Regions from separate parts of the Macaca mulatta genome. Here all the other regions are linked to region 3. The links are chromatin contacts, called in public Hi-C maps. All regions are on one chromosome and are shown on one strand. The core of a region is the stretch at or near the end of the contact, and the rest is flanking DNA. Distances in the headings are between cores, read along the strand shown.

Region 1 (3,820 bases), core at 28-2,527, 130 kb after region 3:
TGTTCCCCTAAGAAATACAATTTGGGGCTGGGTGTGGTGGCTCACACCTGGAATCCCAGCACTTTGGGAGGTCGACGTGGATAGATCATGAGGTCAGGAGTTTAAGACCATGGTGAAACCCCGTCACTACTAAAAATACAAAAAGCCGGGCGTGGTGGCACATGCCTGTAATCCTAGCTACTCAGGAGGCTGAGGCAGGAGAATTGTTTGAATCTAGGAGGCAAAGATCGCGCCATGAGGCAAAGATTGCGCCGTGAGCCGAGATGGTGCCATGGCACTCCAGCCTGGGCGACAGAGCGAGACTCTGTCTTAAAAAAAAAAAAATGAAATACAATTTGGGTGAGTATTTGGCTTGTGTGATCTGAAAGAAAAAGACCAATATTCTAATATGATTTACATCCATCCAAAGGAGAAAATAAACAGCCTCCTGGAGCCGTGGTTGAGAACTCCCGCAGTGGCGCGAGACTGTCCAAGCTCCACCCAAGCTTGGCCCCTTACCAGCTGGGCTTTCTGGGGAAATTTTCTCTCTGAAGCTCTGTTTGCTCTTCTTTAAAGTAGGGAATAGGATCGTGCCTACCCTGTGGGGTTCTTGGGAGGCTGAAATGAAAATATAATTGCAAAGTGCTTAGCCTGGAACGGAGCACTCTAAATACAGCTGCTAGCTGCTAATATAGACGATCCCGGACTAATCATGGTTCGACTTACAGTTTTTGACTCTATGAGGATGCAAAAGCGGAATGCATTCAGTAGGAACCATACTATGAATTTTGAATTTTGATCTTTTCCCGGGCTGGTGATATGCCCTAAAACGCTCTCTTGCAATGCTGGGCAGTGGCAGTAAGCCACAGTTCCCCGTCAGCCACACAATCTCCAGGGTAAACAGCCCATCCTCCACAGTGTACTGTGTTGCCAAGTGATTTTTGGATAGTATATTTTATGTTTTCACATCCCATCATGTCTACAAAATGTCCATCTGTGTAAAGAATTCAATACTTTATTATAAAATAGGCTTTGTGTGAGATGATTTTGCCCCACTGTAGGCTAATGTAAGTGCTCTGAGCATGTTTAAGACAAGCTAAATGGTGTTTGGTAGGTTAGATTTACTAAATGCATTTTTGACTGATGATATACTCAATATGTGGACATAACCCCGTCATAAGTTGAGGAGCATCTGTACACTACAGAGACGAATGCTCGATCATGGCTTGGGATCCTGTCTAGGAAGACATCCTTCTCTCAGCACAGGGAGTCAGAAAGGAGGTGAGGATAAGGGCATGGGGTATTCATGTTCCTTCAAAGGAAACATGGGCTGCATTGAGCTGAGAAGCACCCACCGTCTCTCCCTTCTCACAGCTCAGGGAGAGGCATTCTTCTGTCTCTGACAGTGGTAGTCTGTGGAGCAGGGAAGTAGGAAGTAGAGAGTAAGTGAAGGATGCTGGGTTTCCAGCAGAACAGAGCTGGGCTGGGGTGTGCAGAGCAGCATGGGAACAGGGGAGGCACATCCTGGTTCTGCATCCCATCCTCCATGGCTGTCCCACACCGGGTGTCAGTGGAGGACTACGCCACCATACTCTGACCCGCCCTTTTCTGAGCCCACAGCCGCTAGAGCTTCATGCCGGGGCTGCTATTGAAAGGTGTCTCAGAGCCCTGCTCAGAGTCTTATTCTCAGAAAATGACCATGTTTTGGAGAGGAGATGACACAGTGAGTGGGAGAGGCACATGCAGCTAAGAGCATTTCAGGAAGAAATTGGGGTCTCTTGAGGAAAAAGGATCCAAAAAAGAACTACAGATGAAATTGATTGCTTTAAGTGAGCCCATTCTATTTGTATAGTTTTAAAAATAAAAACTGGAAGCAGGTTGTATGAACATAATGTGCTAGCAGACTTGGGAATTAGGGGCAGAATGCTGCTCTAAATTCAGGAAATCATGGCACGGTTTCATATTGAACATGGTCTATTCCTACCACTAGCGCTTTCCTGGCTGATTTCTTCTCCAGCTGGAGACTTCTTTCTGGTTTTCCAATTCATGCTCCACCCTCACCCCAACCCACCCATAAACCAGTGACTGAGGGAAGCAGTATCTTTCATAGTGGTGAGTTCTGGATTTTCAGCAGTAATGGCTGAGAGTCAGGGACAAGATGAATGTGTGTGAGCTGGTGAGAAAAGGGTAAATCATGATAGAAAACGTGCAGTGCTGGGTGCATGGAGTCCTGCAGTTCTGGACATTTTGAAGACTACCTGGCTTTTGACAATCAATGGATTTGACCACCTTGCTGTAAGAAAAGATTAAATACATCTCAAAAGCCAAGTGATAAAATGATAAATTTAATTTACTTTCTTTTCTTTTTTTTGTTTTTTTGTTTTTTTTGAGACTGAGTCTCCCTCCATTGCCCAGGCTGGAGCGCAGTGGCGTGATCTCGGCTCACTGCAACCTCTGCCTCCCGTTTCAAGAGATTCTCCTGCCTCAGCCTCCTGAGTAGCTGGGATTACAGGCACTCACCACCACACTGGGCTAATGTTTGTATTTTTAGTAAAGACAGGGTTTCTCCATGTTGGCCAGGCTGATCTCAAACTTCTGACCTCAAGTGATCCATCTGCCTTGGCCTCCCAAAGTGCTGGGAGCCTAAATTCAATTTCATAGTGACTATTTTACCCCACATGATGAGTGTAGAAAATGTTGGCATATCAAGTCATGGCAATTTGACATCACAAAACCACAAAGATGAAAAATTAGAAACATTCTTAATGTAATTCTGTGTGGAATTCTATGGTTTTAGAAGTTGCAGCCAGGCACGGTAATCCCAGCAATTTGGAAGCCCAAGGTAGGTGGATCGCTTGAGCCTAGGAGTTCAAGAGAAGCCTGGGCAACATGGTAAGACCCCATCTCTACAAAGAGTTCTAAAAATTAGCCAGGTGTGGTGGTGTGTACCTGTGGTTCTAGCTACTCAGGCGGCTGAAGTCTGAGAATCACTTGAGCTCAGGAGTTCAAGGCTGCAGTGAGCTGTGATTGCACCACTGCACTCCAGCCTGGGCAACAGAGCCAGACCTTGTCTCAAACAACAACAACAACAACAACAACAAAAGGAAGTTTCATGCTTGTCGTGACTCTGTCCCCTAAGTGTAAAGGCTAGGGTCAAAGGACTAGAGTGGAGTGGGAAGGCCAAATGCAGAAATACCCCTCCATGTGTGGACAGGAAGATGTGCAGGAGTGTATTTGTATACTTGGTGTTTGCATTGTTTCTAAGACATTATTGACACCTGGAATGATTCATTTCCTAAGTGTTGAGAGGTAAGTTATCTTAATCAGTGGATACTTTTTGAATAGGTTGAATATAATAGCTTTAAAAATATTGGTGACATAAAAGGCATCTAAAATGGTCAGTAAACATTTCAGTGGTAGTCAAGAACGGAGCATGCCTTCTTTCTGGAGCCATCTATTTCATGTAGTGGTGCTTACAGGAGTGGAACAATGTAGAGTCACTCATGGATTCTCTGTCATGGTGCTGGGCCCAGTAGAAATGCCTATTGCAATATAACAGATTAATTCTGAAAATAGAACCAGTTCCTGAAAAGCCAAAGGTTGCATATGAACACCTAAAAAACAGCCCTTGCTGGAGGCTCAGTCTCTTGATCTCAGATGTTACTAGTAGTTGGTATAAATGATCCGATAGGGCCCAGAGATGAGCGCCCACTTCCTGCCAGAGAGGGCACGAAGCCATGGACATAGGAAGCTCTCAGTAAGTGCTTCTTCAGCAGACACAAACACTGAGGATAAAGGACCTTTCAGTATGTTTTTTGGGGAACCCAAATCTAGTCATTTC
Region 2 (3,617 bases), core at 1,081-3,580, 200 kb after region 3:
CAACCCAGCTGGAAGAATGTTGATTATCGCTACTGTTTTCCAGAAAATGAGCCTCTAAAATTACCACCACCCTGAACTGAAGCAAGCCGGTTGCTAATCAATAAATGTCCACTTGCAATTAGGATAACACATAGTTCTCTGAGCTGAGAGCTAAATTGGTAATTGCTCTTCTGTTATTTCCCATGGTTAAAAAAAAGGCCAGGGGGGTGGTTGAGTAACCTGGCTTTTTGTTTCAACTTTCATTTTCAACTTGAGAGCAAAGACAATAGCAGAAAGCCAGGTGGACTGGGCATTCTTCCTTTTGTTTGCCTGCTTGAATACTTGTGTTTGGAGCGTGTGAGGGGTGGTTCCAGGTCACTTAAATGTGCAGCAGTCACTCCCCTCTTCACTCAGTTGGGGGGCTGTCGATTCTGGCTGCCCCCGCCATCCTTCTAAGGCTAGTTCTTTGTGGTCGTTATTTCTGTATGTGGTCTGTTCAGAGCAATGATGGTCTTGCACCTTCAGGTTTCATGGGATCATCTCTCGGGAGCAGGCGGATGAGCTGCTCGGAGGTGTGGAGGGTGCCTACATCCTTAGAGAAAGCCAGCGGCAACCAGGATGCTACACGCTGGCTCTCAGGTGAGGCGCATTTCACTCCTTGTTTTCATTGCTGTACAAGTGGCTTCACTGATGTTTGCCCATTTTTAAGAATTGCAGTAGAATATACATAACACAAAATTCATCGTTTTTCCCATGTTTATTTTATGAGGGGGGGATCCCACTCTCTCACCCACGTTGGAGTACAGTGGTACAATCACTGCTCACTGCAGCCTCTGCCTCCCAGGATCAAGTGCCTCCCACCTTAGCCTCCTGAGTAGCTGGGACCACAGGCACACACCAACATGACTGGCTAATTTTTTTTCTTTTTTCTTTTTTTTATTTTTATTTTTTATTTTTGTAGAGAAGGGGGTCTCACCATGTTGCCTGGGCTGGTCTTGAACTCCTGGGCTCAAGCCATCTGCCTGTCTCAGCCTCCCAGAGTCCTGGGATTACAGTCATCAGCCACTGCATCTGGTCTCCTTTTTCCTTTTTTTTTTTTTTTGAGACAGAGTCTTGCCCTGTCACCCAAGCTGGAGTGCAGTGGCGCGGTCTTGGTTCACTGCAAGCTCCGCCTCCTGGGTTCACACCATTCTCCTGCCTCAGCCTCCCGAGTAGCTGGGACTACATGTGCCTACCACTACGCCTGGCTAATTTTTTATATTTTTAGTAGAGACGGGGTTTCATCGTGTTAGCCAGGATGGTCTTGAGCTCCTGACCTTGTGATCCACCCGCCTCGGTCTCCCAAAGTGCTGGGATTACAGGCATGAGCCACCGCGCCCGGCCTCCTTTTACCATTTTTAAGTAAAATTCAGCGGCATTAAGTACATTCTCAATGTTGTGCAAACATCTCCATATCCATTTCCAGAACTTTCTCATCATCCCAAACAGAAATCCGCTACCATAAACAATTACCCTCCCTACTCCTTACTTGGTATCTTCACTTGTTTCTGAAGTACCAGCAGTCTATCAGAGGTTGTATACATTTCCTCAGTCACAGATGCTATCAGTAGGTGTGGACACTGGGACTCTGAGTATGGTCACACAGTAAACTGGAGAACCATCTGGAAAGCTAGTGTTTCTACAGCCACTTCTGCCTGCACCATCTAGCTGGCCGAGGCCACAGCATCTCTGCCTCAGCTCCCAGCAGCCCATGTTGAAGGAAAGGCTTCTTCACCTGGCCTTGCACGTGCAGACCTCAAAAGACCTGCATTTGCTCATGGGGTTCTCTCAGGGATCACCTTGTTGATCCCAGGAACCTGTCGTGAGGGCAGTCATGACCCTTCAGGCCAACGAGCCAGTAGAACAGGCTCTACTGAGCCTTTACCACAAAATCACAACTATTAAACATCACAGCACAGGAAAGACAGCACATTTATGGCACTTTTCAAACCTTGATCAAATATTTTCTGTCATTTGATCCTCGCCGCAGCCCTGTACGTTTTGGGGAAGGTATCCAATTTCAGAACTGAATTGTCTTTCAAAAGTTCGTTTGTGAACTCTTCGGAATTGGAAAACCCTCTCTCCATAGAGGGAATGGTGTCCGTGGGAGCCCTTCCCAGGCCCACAATGGTGTGTTCCATGCACCATCTCCCTATTATGGCTGTGCAGTGACACTTTCCAAGTTGCAATATGTCTACAACGTATCTTAAATAATGTAATTATGAGGATGAACTTAAAAAGCTATTATATCAGGCGCTGTAGGTGTGCCTATCTTCCCAGCGCTTCAGTAGCAGAAGCTGGCAGTTCTAGTGGGAAGTCAAGCAGGGGCTGTAGATGGAAGGCCAGGGCTCAGAGAGGAGGGAACCTATAGATTAGATTGTGGGGATGCTGGCAATGGCTCCAGCAGGGAGTTTAGCACACCTTATTGCTTCCCTTCTGTTGCACCAACTAGGGTGGAAGGCATGGGGTGCTCTGCTGGAGGTGGCAAAGATGCGATAATAAAGGGGCATCAGGACAAGGGGCAGGGCATCCCTTGCAGAGTAATTGCCAGGTATAGAGGAGAGCTGGTTCCCATTAAGTAAGTTTATAAGTAACATAGTTGTAAATCAGGCATTACCCTCTGACTTTTACAAATGAGAAGGATACTGACAATGACCTTAGTGATTTCTAGGATCAAACGACTCCATGTGACGGCCTGGGGTTAAGCCCCACCTCTGCCTTGTTCCAGGCATCTAAACTCAAGCAGGAACCGCCATCTCTTCAAGTGTCAGTTGCCTTTGCGGTAAAACAGGCATAACCGTTATACCATCTCAAAGGGTCTCTATGATCATTAGGGGGAAAAAATAATCACATCAAATGCTTAGCCCTATGCCTGGGCTACACTAAGTATTCAAAAAACGTTAGCTGCTGTTATTATCATTCCACACTGTGCTTATTTCTAACGTGGTTGTAATCCCTCATTCTGTCATGGGCAGGTTTGGAAACCAGACCTTAAACTACAGGCTCTTCCACGACGGGAAACACTTTGTGGGCGAGAAGAGGTTTGAGTCGATTCACGATCTGGTGACAGATGGCTTGATAACACTGTACATAGAAACAAAAGCTGCCGAGTACATTTCAAAAATGACAACTAACCCCATCTACGAACACATTGGATATGCCACCCTACTCAGAGAAAAAGTATCCAGAAAGCTGAGCAAGTCTAAAAACGAACCAAGAAAAACAAACGTCACACACGAAGAACACACGGCAGTGGACAAGGTGAGCTATGTGTGATGGAAACAGCCCTTCTCGTTTTAGTCCATGCCGAGTCAACAGGCGGGTTAACTATAGGTGCGATTTGCTGGAATGTTGGAGGAGAGCCACCCTCACCCAAAGAAGTCTAGAATGTTAGTGCCAAAGGGACCTTAGAAATCTAGTTCAGGCTGGGCGCGGCGGCTCACGCCTGTAATCCCAGCACTTTGGGAGGCCGAGACGGGCAGATCACGAGGTCAGGAGATCGAGACCATCCTGGCTAACACGGTGAAACCCCATCTCTACTAAAAATACAAAAAATTAGCCGGGCGTGGTGGCGGGTGCCTGTAGTCCCAGCTACTCGG
Region 3 (3,584 bases), core at 340-2,839:
TATTTTTAAAAAAATGGACCTTAATGGGAAGACACACTGGGATAGCATCCTGGAGGGACTTTTTTTTTTTTTTTTAAGTTCTAATCAACTAGAAAATGTGACGTGGGTGCGTACTGTGATTATTTAACATTCATTATTCACTGTATGTTAGGTGCTTGGTTGATGTGAATCCCCAGGGCCTAGCTGCTGTTCTGTGTCACTCCTGATAATTTTTAAATTGACTATGTTCTTTTAACCATGTTTAAAAAAGTTGAACTACCCCAATGTGAACACTTTCCATTTTTGCTATATAATGAGAGTATTTTCATTCCTTTAATGCTTGCTTTTCCCTTTGATCTAACAATTTCTCTTCAAATTTCACAGTTTTCTGTTGCTTTAGGATTGAAAGAACAGATTAGCCCGCTGGGAGCGTGAAACAGATTTAAAAAAAATCTGCATGATATTTCCTCCCAGTGAAATTAATTTAGGTTTAAATACAGGGGGAAGGGGCACACCTTGTCCTCGAGTCTCTTTCTGTCACACACCTGAGCATTTCCTATCCTGAAAGGGCACAGTCGGACTTGCTGCTAAGTCAAGTCTTTTGTGAGAATCTTTTTTGCAAGGCACAGTAGGAGAACCTTTTTCTCTTTGACACCCGGCTTTGTGTGGGCCTGATGACACGTTTGGACGGCTCTATTTCTTTGAAGGCCAACCTCAGAGGCCCATGGACGCGTCGGGCGCTGTCCGTGGCTGGGTTACTTAAGTGTAGCTGGGTTGGCTTCCCGGGTGTTTTAGGAAACGCACCTTCTTGCAGGGCAGGGGCCGTCAGTTCCAGAGCAACAAAGGATAATTTGGAGGGGAGTGGAAGGAGCGCTCCACAGTGGCTCTGTCATCCCAGGTTCCCTTCTGCCTAGCACCGTGGCCCTAGTGATCCCGCCTTCGCCCTCTGGATCCCCCACCCCCACTGTCTCGCTGCTCCAGAGCCCAGCGGGGCGCGGCGAGCCCCACCACCTTCCCCCACACCCTCCCTCCCCATCCCCTTCAAACCCTACGAGCAGCGCTGCGCGCCGCAGCCGCGCTCGCCCCGCGCCCCGCGCCGGCCTCCCCAGCACCCCGGGGACCCGGTCCCCGGTCTCGCCTCCCCGTGTCCAGCAGTTCACAGCCTCCCCCTCCAGCCCCACTGGCGGGAGCTGTCAAGCCCGCGGTAGCCGAACCAGCCCCCGTGCGCCCGCGTCTCCTCTCCTTCCTTTGTGTGTGCGCGAGCGGAGTTGGGGCGGAGGGAGAGGGGGAGGTCGCTCTGTCTGTCCGTCTCCCGCCGCCTCTGCCCGGGCTACTCGAAGTGCGGCCGGAGAGGCGGGAGCCCAGGAGAGGGTGCGGGAGCTGGCGGGGCGGCTCGGGGCCGCCGGGACGCCCTGGTCCTAGTCGCGCACAGGGTAGCGCGGCCGGCAGAGGGGCTCGGCGGGAGCCGAGATCCGCCCGTCCCGGCCGCCCCTCGGCCTCCCTCTGCTCCCACCTACCCCCTGACACCCGGAGAAAAGCGTGCAAACGCGCGGAGCGGGACGGAAACCACAAATAAATAGCGGCGGCGGCAGCGCGTCATCTGGTGGAGCAGGAAGTGCAGGCAGAGTCCGGAGGCTGGTGCTTTCTGCGCGTCCCCAGGACTTTGCCATGGGCTGGGGGCCGCGGAGGCTGCGAGCGGCCGGGCGAGGGCAGCGGCTGCGGCGCCCGCACCGGGGCTGAGCGAGCAGCGACGCGAGGGGCGCGCGGAGATGGCAGCGTCCAGCAACTCCAGCCTGTCCGGCTCTTCGGTGTCCTCCGGTGAGTTTCAGCCCGTCGGGCGCGGCTGCCGCGCCGGGTCTCGCCCCCTGCCCTCGCTCCGCACCCTGGGATGGACAGAGCCTACCTGTGGCCGTCCCGCCCGCTCTCTTGGAGTGGGGGCAGGCGTCTGGGGTGACACTTGTTTGGTTCGCTAGCACCTCGGTGCCCAGAGCACCTCCGCGCCTGACATCTGACAGCGCAGAGGTGGGAGAGCGGTGGTGCCCTTAGTGTGCGGACGCGGGTGTTCTCGGGCTTGGGGTGCAGCGGGCGAAAAGCGAAAGGAGCGGGCAGGCTCGCACTTTCTGGCGCAGCTGGAGCGGGGGCTGGCGGGGCGGAGAAGGTTGGGGTCAAGCTGAGCGCCCCGACCTGTTTGCCGTGCCTCGTCCGCTACCCTGGACACCCAAATCCGGAGCAGAGGGGAGCAAACCCTCGTTCCTCGCAGACTTGATTTTCTTTGTTTGTTTCAGAAATTAGCTCTGTGGAGACACTCGCTTGGGCATGGGTTTGAGACAGCAGCGATGAAGGGATGTGTCTTTCTGATCCTGATTGAAGTGGGTTAGGGGAAGGGAGGTCGAGCCCAGCCTCTGACTCTTGGCATATTTACAAGTTGTGTGTGTGTGTGTGTGTGTGTGTGTGTGTGTGTGTGAGAGAGAGAGAGAGAGAGAGAGAGAGAGAGACAGAGAGAGAGAGAGAGAGAGAGAGAGAGAGAGAGACTCCTTAGACATTTTCTAATAATACTGTCTGTAATTTCACCAGCAAGGCATACATTTTTTTATTCCTTTTAAGTAAGGTTGAGCAAAGGGAAGGCTTCTTTCAGCTTTTCTATGGTTGATCCTCGGGTCTAATTGAAGAGGAAAAAATTGCTAATGAATCTGAAGGAGTAGGAATCAATAGAAGCAGACCCACTGGTTTCTGAGTATGACAGGTTTCTAATCAGAATGATGCATTAGATAGAATTCCTCTACCTCTCTGGTCATTGAAAACTTTAATGACAAACCCAAAAGGACAGCTGATAAGACATTTAGTGTAGTATACGGTATTTAAGGGTCAAGAAGGTCATGAAGTCCTAATGGAAGTGTTCAATATATTAATATTGTATTAAGTCCCATTGGGCTGTTTTTATTATTATTCACAAATTAAACTCAAAGGAATAAACACCTTTTTGGAGGCAGTGGAGAGCAAGCAGGGCATAAAGGCAACCACAGCTTTCGATGTGTAACTCACTAAATCATAAATGCAAGGTGAATTTGACTAAGGTGCAATTGTGATGTGGTACAAGGTGATCACTTGAAAGCCATCTGTTATCTTTCTTGGCAGGTTTAGTTCCTGGGAAATGGCACTTCCTTTCTCGATCACTGCCAACTAATCGAAAACACATCGTTGTTAGGTGTGTGACATAGTTCAAGTTTCTAGTAGTAGCAGCCAATGAGGCAGAAGTCATATCTTATTAAGAGCAGCAACAAGTTGACCACCGTGGTTTTAATTCTGAGAACTCAGCAAATGCTACAGTTTATTTTTAGTACCCTCAAACCACTGCTGCTGTTTTTCAATTCATTTTGGTTGACTAACATTGAATTGAAAATACAGTGGTGTTGGCTTTCTATTAGCATATGGTTATTCCTCTCAGAAAACTGCCCACTAGAAAATGAACTGGTGGGGCAAAAGAAAAGACGAAAGGAGAAAGGACAAGGAGGTGGTGGTGTCACATGATTTACTGGTGGCATGAATTACAGCTGCTGTGGCATCTGAATTTCCAGATCTTGATGTAGCTTAAGAAGCCTGATTGA

What was found. Hi-C and Micro-C count contacts between places; a contact is called where the count stands out from the background.
Region 1: a contact with region 3 is called in a Hi-C map of fetal cortical plate, with 3 times the contacts expected there. The contact joins the enhancer-like site here to the promoter of CHN2 in region 3. A contact is called at or near these places in 5 of 14 Hi-C or Micro-C datasets (CD4 T cells, cortical neurons, fetal cortical plate and 2 more).
Region 2: a contact with region 3 is called in a Hi-C map of fetal cortical plate, with 3 times the contacts expected there. The contact joins the enhancer-like site here to the promoter of CHN2 in region 3. A contact is called at or near these places in 6 of 14 Hi-C or Micro-C datasets (CD4 T cells, cortical neurons, fetal cortex germinal zone and 3 more).

What each region holds. Positions count from the first base shown.
Region 1 is chr3:99,016,583-99,020,402 of T2T-MMU8v2.0, reverse strand. The region is part of intron 1 of CHN2 (chimerin 2); the gene reads left to right. It overlaps LOC144339879 (a long non-coding RNA gene), which reads right to left. Exons shown (of 2, transcript XR_013415422.1): 2 at 2,997-3,820. Among named protein-coding and RNA genes, the nearest start is that of CPVL, 120 kb to the left of the region's middle. Within about 2 kb of position 1,277, at least 9 of the 40 cell types and tissues checked have an H3K27ac peak or open chromatin away from gene starts, as enhancers often do. A contact at or near this core is called in fetal cortical plate, where this site is marked.
Region 2 is chr3:98,951,709-98,955,325 of T2T-MMU8v2.0, reverse strand. CHN2 (chimerin 2) reads left to right here. Exons shown (of 13, transcript NM_001261577.1): 5 at 505-618; 6 at 2,994-3,279. Among named protein-coding and RNA genes, the nearest start is that of PRR15, 160 kb to the right of the region's middle. Within about 2 kb of position 2,330, at least 3 of the 40 cell types and tissues checked have an H3K27ac peak or open chromatin away from gene starts, as enhancers often do. A contact at or near this core is called in fetal cortical plate, where this site is marked.
Region 3 is chr3:99,151,188-99,154,771 of T2T-MMU8v2.0, reverse strand. It overlaps CHN2 (chimerin 2), which reads left to right and starts at 1,589. Exons shown (of 13, transcript NM_001261577.1): 1 at 1,589-1,797. The coding sequence starts at 1,749. CPVL (carboxypeptidase vitellogenic like) reads right to left here. Exons shown (of 15, transcript XM_028845911.2): 1 at 1,883-3,584.